Regions from separate parts of the Arachis hypogaea genome. Here region 1 is linked to region 2. The links are chromatin contacts, called in public Hi-C maps. All regions are on one chromosome and are shown on one strand. The core of a region is the stretch at or near the end of the contact, and the rest is flanking DNA. Distances in the headings are between cores, read along the strand shown.

Evidence for each region. A called contact is a pair of places that touch in the nucleus more often than the background predicts.
Region 1: a Hi-C map of leaf shows a contact between it and region 2, with 4 times the contacts expected there. The contact joins two enhancer-like sites. A contact is called at or near these places in 3 of 8 Hi-C or Micro-C datasets (leaf and an unstated tissue).

What each region holds. Positions count from the first base shown.
Region 1 is chr17:16,333,691-16,337,259 of arahy.Tifrunner.gnm2.J5K5, reverse strand. LOC112764611 (mitochondrial succinate-fumarate transporter 1) reads left to right here. Exons shown (of 3, transcript XM_025810298.2): 3 at 31-856. The coding sequence ends at 567. Among protein-coding and RNA genes, the nearest start is that of LOC112764611, 10 kb to the left of the region's middle. Within about 2 kb of position 1,444, at least 1 of the 3 cell types and tissues checked has open chromatin away from gene starts, as enhancers often do.
Region 2 is chr17:16,201,596-16,205,093 of arahy.Tifrunner.gnm2.J5K5, reverse strand. LOC112764975 reads right to left here. Exons shown (of 11, transcript XM_025810831.3): 8 at 3,347-3,451; 9 at 3,156-3,247; 10 at 2,907-3,060; 11 at 2,081-2,585. The coding sequence ends at 2,310. Among protein-coding and RNA genes, the nearest start is that of LOC112764975, 6.9 kb to the right of the region's middle. Within about 2 kb of position 1,638, at least 2 of the 3 cell types and tissues checked have open chromatin away from gene starts, as enhancers often do.

The DNA.
Region 1 (3,569 bases), core at 195-2,694, 130 kb before region 2:
TGTTCATAATATGTCTTCGTGTCTTTGTAGGTTGTGAAGATTAGATTGCAGCAGCAGAGGGGTCTAAGCCCGGAGCTTTTAAAATACAAAGGTCCCGTGCATTGTGCTCGAATGATTGTGAGGGAGGAAGGCATTCTTGGGCTTTGGGCAGGGGCTGCTCCTACTGTAATGCGTAATGGGACAAATCAAGCTGCCATGTTTACTGCCAAAAATTCTTTTGATATACTTTTATGGAGCAAACATGAAGGAGATGGAAAAGTACTCCTACCATGGCAGTCTATGATTTCAGGGTTTCTTGCTGGCACCGCAGGCCCTATTTGTACTGGTCCCTTTGATGTGGTGAAAACAAGGTTGATGGCTCAGAGCCGAGAGGGGGGCGAACTGAAGTACAAGGGTATGATTCATGCCATCAGAACAATATATTCGGAGGAAGGACTTCGTGCCTTATGGAAAGGTCTGCTGCCTCGGCTCATGAGGATCCCGCCTGGCCAGGCCATTATGTGGACAGTGGCCGATCAAATAATTGGTTTGTATGAGAGGAGACATCTCAAAGTGGCAGAATTATAGGTAATGTACTAATATTTTCTTTCTTTTCCTTTTTCTTTTTGGCAATCATTAGTTTTTTAAGCCAATTTCAATGCAAGGATAGAGTTAATAATCATTTTTGTGCTCTTTCTCTAAGGCTTATTTAGTTAATTCCATTGAATTTGATGAGTGGACGATTGGGGTCCATATAAAGCTTAGTGAATAACTAGCAATTTTAGCCCGAAACAATTTTCTAAATACTTGCACTACTAGCTAGCAAGTCATTTTATGCGAAGTTGTTGTAGCAATCTGGAATAAAGTTTTCATGCTATTTTCTGGAGTGTATTTCTATTGTTTATCAGTATTAAAATCAAAAGCAGCATTTAAGAAGCTGAAGCTTTTCAATAATGTGGTGGACGATGAAATAAATAGCGCCAAAAGAGAACTATTAGCTTCCGCTAATTTCTTACCAAAGCCACTCTTTTGCAGCCTGTTTGTTTGAACCGGGAAACATTGGACTCGCCCAAATGTTCCACCAACACCGCAATAAAGCATTACAATCTTCTTTCAATACTAAACACTCTTGAATCTTGATACGTACAAGCATAAAATTATAATTGTTATTAATTAATTTTGTATTTTGGGGGTTTTCAAATTTCATCTTGTACATACAACATTCTATTGGTCTTTTAACTGGAGTTCAGATCAGTTTAGGAAATACCGTGAAAAATAAAAATAAAATGTATTTAACTAAAAATAGCGTTAAAATGTTTTTTTTTTTTGGTATTAACTAAAAATCGTGTTATTTTGGGCCTCAACATTATTTTCCTATTATGATGCCCAAAAACAATATGGATTATGGACTCATTAGAGATTAACTGACGTGGGGTTAGCTCATTAGATGGAGAAATCAAAACTAAATTTTCAAAGGATTGAGGAAATATGTCAAAAACCGAGAACAAAAAATAAGCCTTCACCAAGCAGGCTTTGTTTAAACATTTAAGTCATATTTCTTTGCATCATATGCAATTTTTTTCGCCAACCAAAAACTAATTCTTGAATTTTGAAATGAACCGGCCACCAATTTTATTTTACTTTTCATCTTTTTAAAAGAGAGAAATAAAACAAAATAATTCGGTAAACTATATTTAACTTTATTTGTGTAAACTATATCTAAATTTTATTCATACAATTTAATTTAAATTAATAATACATAAAAATATTTGTTTAGAATGAAAGAACATTAAATTCCTTTAAGTTTGACTTAGTTGTTTTGCTTTATTTTATTTATTTATTTTTTTTTTTTGGATCTACGACTTAGGTTATGTCAAAAGCAGGTCGTCTGAAAGAGGGAAAAGTTTGAACATGGTGTGTTAAAGTGATCATAATATTTTTAACTTTTTTTTTTTTTTAACTCCGGTTCAAACTTGAAAAGGTTTATTATCCGCTAAAATTCTATGCATGGAGCTTTTAATATAAAAGAATTTTTTTTTTATATATAATTTACTTTTTCTGGTCAATGAGTTGGTAGGTGTTTTGACTATTTTCCATTCCAAACACATTTAATGTAAATGAAGAATAAGTTTATAAACCAGACGCTTGGTGAAAAAGATGGGGGATCAACCCCTGCCAAAAGAAAAATAAAAAATATTATTTATACACTAAAATTAATTATTATATATTTGTATATAACTATATATATTAATTAATTTATTTTTAATGTATATTTTATATTGTAATATATATTTTATACAAATAATTAATTTTAGTGTACATCTATCACAGTTGTAAAATACATTCTAATAAATTAGTGTTTGAAAATAATAAACCGAAATATCTTAGCTATACATTTGGGTTTGGCAAGACTTTTAGAGTATCTAATCAATCGTTTTCTCTAGTGAACATATGATGCTAGCGTTTCTTCTGACTAATGAATTTAGAATTGTTGCACTTATTATTGTCTGAAAATATTATTGGATGCAATGTTTTGACACAAGTCACACTGCAACAATTCGAAGAAAATATATATGCATGCAAATGCAATGCATAGGATTTTTATGAAGTACATCACGTTAAAGTGAAGGAAAAGTATAGGTAACCAACAATACTTTTGAATAATATGTGAATAATATGAATTAATAAGATTAAAAGAGTAAATTAATCTTAAATTTAATTAATAAATTAAATTAATCTTTTTGAAAATTTCTCGTACCACTATCTTAGTTCTGCTTTGAGAATTTGTGGTGTTTAGAGTAGCACCTAGCAGCCAGCGAATCATATTAAAAAGAATTTAAATTAAGTTTTTTTAAAAAGAAATTAAAACATAAAAATTTATATTAAAATAATTTATAATAAATTATTTTATATTTAATTTTTTAGTTATAAAAAATATTTATTTTAAAAGAAGAATAATAAAAAAAATTATTATAAAAAATCATTTTCTTACTTTTTTATAACAATTTTTAAAAAAACCACAAGTTTGTTTTAAAAATGATACTAAATATTATTGCTATAAGCGCTTATATTAAAAGTTAAAAATTACTTATAAATTTATTTAAATTGGGTTTAAGTGATTAGTTTACTTGTTTATTTAAATAAATATAAAAAATTTAAATTTTATCTTATATATGTAATAATTTATTGATTAAAAATAAATTTTTAAATAAAATTTAAATTTATGATAAATTAATCTTTAATCTACTGAACTAAAAAATACCATAAATATATAAGAATAGCAGCCTGTACAGTGTGACAAAAACAAAGAACTAGCAGCCAGTAACATCTAAGTTGACTAAGAACTCAGCATATATAACGTCAAACGTTAATCTTCCTGTGGTAGAAAACAGTGATGTAAGCATTAATTGCAATGTAATGAAGAGAGGAATGAATTGAATTAAACTACTAATAAATAATGAAGGAAGAAAAAGACTTCTATCTATAGTACATGAACGATACTTTTTTTTTTTTTGGTAATTTCACACCGTATTTTCCAATCAGTCAAATTAAAAATTAATTAGTCGTTAAATTTTATTTAAAAGTTTATT
Region 2 (3,498 bases), core at 389-2,888:
GAGTTTAGAGGAATTTAAAAAGGCTTCGAGCTTTAAGGTAAATCCAATGAAAACTTCAATTTATTTCTCTAAGAATGTTGATGTACGGACCAGACAAGAGATTGTTAGATTGAGTGGCTTTTCTGACGTGGAAAGTCTAGGAAGGTACTTGGGTGCCATATTTAATAATAAGAGAAAAGGAAAGAATAAATTTAAAAAGATTATTGATAGAGTGGCTGGAAAGTTGAAAGGGTGGAAAGCAAAGTGTCTTTCGTTGGGAGGTAGAATTACTTTAGTGCAGTCTGCCATAAGTCCTTCAATCAACTTTGATATGATGTACACCTCCATACCAAAGGGAGTTTGTTTGGAAATTGAAAAAATGCAGAGAAGATTTATATGGGGGGAAGAGACTAACAAGAGAAGAATACACAATGTTAACTGGGAGGTTCTATGCAAACCAAAAATAAATGGAAGAATGAGGCTTGAGGCAATGAATGAAGCTTTTCTTGTTAAACTGTTATGGCGTCTACTAAAGAATGAGAAGGTTTTATGGTCTGAGGTCCTAAGAAGTAAGTACTGAGAGAGGAAAAAATTTACTCCATGAACTTCAAATATGCTCATCAGATTCAACACTATGGAGAAGCTTGGCCAAAGTTTGGAATTGCTTGATCCAAAATACTTACATCTCTATTGGGATGGAAGAACAACTAAGCTTTGGACTGATAAATGGATAAAGGGAGCCCCCCCTTTAATCCAATGCAGGTGGATCTCAGTCTAACAGTGCGTGATGCCATCACTGCAGCAGCGGAATGGAATGTAACTTATTTGCAGAATTTTCTTACTGAAGACATCTTAAGTACCATCAGAGCAATGCCGCCAGCAATGGACTCTATGGGACAGGACATGTTAACTTGGGAGCTCACGAATGACGGAGAATTCTCAGTATCTAGCACCTATAGCGCACTAACTCAGCATGAGGAAGAGCAAAACCAAGTTTGGACCCTGATATAGAGGTGGAAAGGACCTCACAGAATAAAAGTTTTTTTTTGGATGGTGGTTCATAAGAAAATACTCACAGCAAAGAGAAGAGCAAGAATGTTCCAAACAAATCCTTCGTGCCATAAATGTGATGGTGTGAAAGAATCTGTGCTACATGTTCTCAGAGACTGTCCATGGACATCAAGAGTTTGGACAAAGCTTATTCATCCCTCCCACTACCTCTTCTTTAGAGCTCCCTTCGATTCTTGGATTCGGTGGAATCTGACTGCGGAACTGGGAAAGACCAAGAGCGATTAGATGACGCAATTTTTTGTAACTTGTTGGTGGATATGGCAGTGGAGGAACAAAGAAATCTTCACGCTTCCTTTCTGCAGACCTCAAAATGCTGACCATCTTATTCAGAAATACGTCAAGAACATAGAAGAAACCTTTGAGAGAACCAAACCCTTGAAGAATCAGCGAACGCGGGAGGAGATACATATTGGCTGGTTAAAGCCACCAGAGGGATGGTCAAAGCTCAACTCAGAGTCTCAGACGGAGCTGTGAGCTGTGAACATAGGAACATGCACCTCAATTCAAGCCGAGCAATGGGGAATATTCCATGGTGTTAAAATTGCATGGGAGTTGGGTTTAAAATTTTTGGTAGTGGAGTCAGACTCCAAGGTAGTAGTGGATATGATCAACAAGGCAAAGGATTCAACACAACACCCGGTACCTTTAATCAGAAGAATTGGTGATTATCTCAAAAGGAATTGGTGTATTCAAATTTCAAATCAAGCATATCTATCGAGAAGCAAACCAAGGAGCGGATTGGCTTGTCAAAAAGAGTTTTAATATTAATCCTGGCTTTCTTTTCATAGATCAGCCTCCGACTAAATTAAGACCAATTCTTACTAATGATTGTAGAGGGATATCTTTTCCCCGAACTGTTACTGTAGTCGCTGCTTTGTAATTCTTGGGCTTTGGCCCCATCCCAATACCAAAAAAAAAAAAGAAACCATTCTTCATCCAATTTTCTCCAATTCATTAGCAAGGTCCCTAACTCACACTATACATGCAGTAATAATAAAAAAAATCTTATGTGTATCCCAAAATCAGAAACTAGTATAAAAATATATTGAATACAAAATACATATTGAAAACGAATTAATCAACATCTGTATTTATACAGAAATACATACTAATTAATTTTAGTGGCTAATTTTGATGTACAAATAGTATTTTTGAAGAAACAATGCTCGAGTTTTCACAATAAACTGCTAAGTCAGAATCATTAACAAGGTCTCAGTCTCTAATATGATACAAAACTATATGCACAAGTTAACCTCTAATCAGATGTCAGATTCTTCAAGCTTTACGTCAGGGCTTCGAGCGCGAATAAACTCTTCGACTTTCTTGGGGACGTTTTCCGTCACTATATTCCCGCCGTTGAAGCCATTCATCAGCAACTTACCTATTTTTGACCGCCACTCGGAACTCTCCTTCTCGTTCTTCCTATCATGCACAACTCTGTCACGGTAGTTAAGCATTGTTCCCAAGCCAGTATTTGGGGTCCAACCATATTCCATCAACACCTTGGCCTCACCTTCACTCAAATGTTCACCAACCTATGTTCCAGACACAGCATTGAATAGAGCAATAATGAGTGAAAGAAAATAGAAATTCATGGTAGAAAAATTGTTCTATTCAACACTAATGAACAATGATTACTAAGGAGGTAACAATTTTCAGCCAAACATAGCTCAGCACAATCAATTTTCAGCCACCACATATCGGCGATTTCGAGCGTATAGCAAAATGGAGTATTCAAGAGGGTACATTTCACCAATAACCCCTTTGCAAATACATAAAACAAAGTCAATCGATACTAACAGTTAGGTTAAAAAACTTCTGCAGAATGGTTACATTAGGTGGCATCGAGTCATTACCACTAATTCTTTGTCCTCAATAAGGGAAATTCGGCTACAATTTGACAGTTTCATAGCAATCACCAATCGCTTGATCTGCCATTCAACAGGTAAGGAGCGTATCAACTCGAAGAAGTAGGTCGCATAACCATATTCAGGGCGTTCCAGCACTATCCTGCATCGAATTTTGTTTAAATCTCAAAGTCGGGAAATATAATGGTGAAGGAAAAAAATAAACGGAAAACATGGACTCAAATATACACCAACTACCTGTTATGTTTCTCAAATACAAAAATAAACGATTGAAGGTCTCGGCACCAACCCCACTCGACAGGCCAATTTCGAAATTGCAGGTATCTTGACTGCAGAAAAATAAAGTTAACATTAAGTGTAGCATGAAAACACTGGTATGGAATATGGACACTGAATTTGGTAATAATAATAAATAATAAATAAATTACCTGCTCCACAAGCGAGATTAGACAAGCTAAACAATAATTTGCTCTTGAAGTCTTTGCAGCGCGAACAATAGGGAACTTTATATAAGACTGGCGCTGAAAGAAAATCTGACTCAAAAGGTAAAAATATATGAGCAAAACCAGATACAAAAATG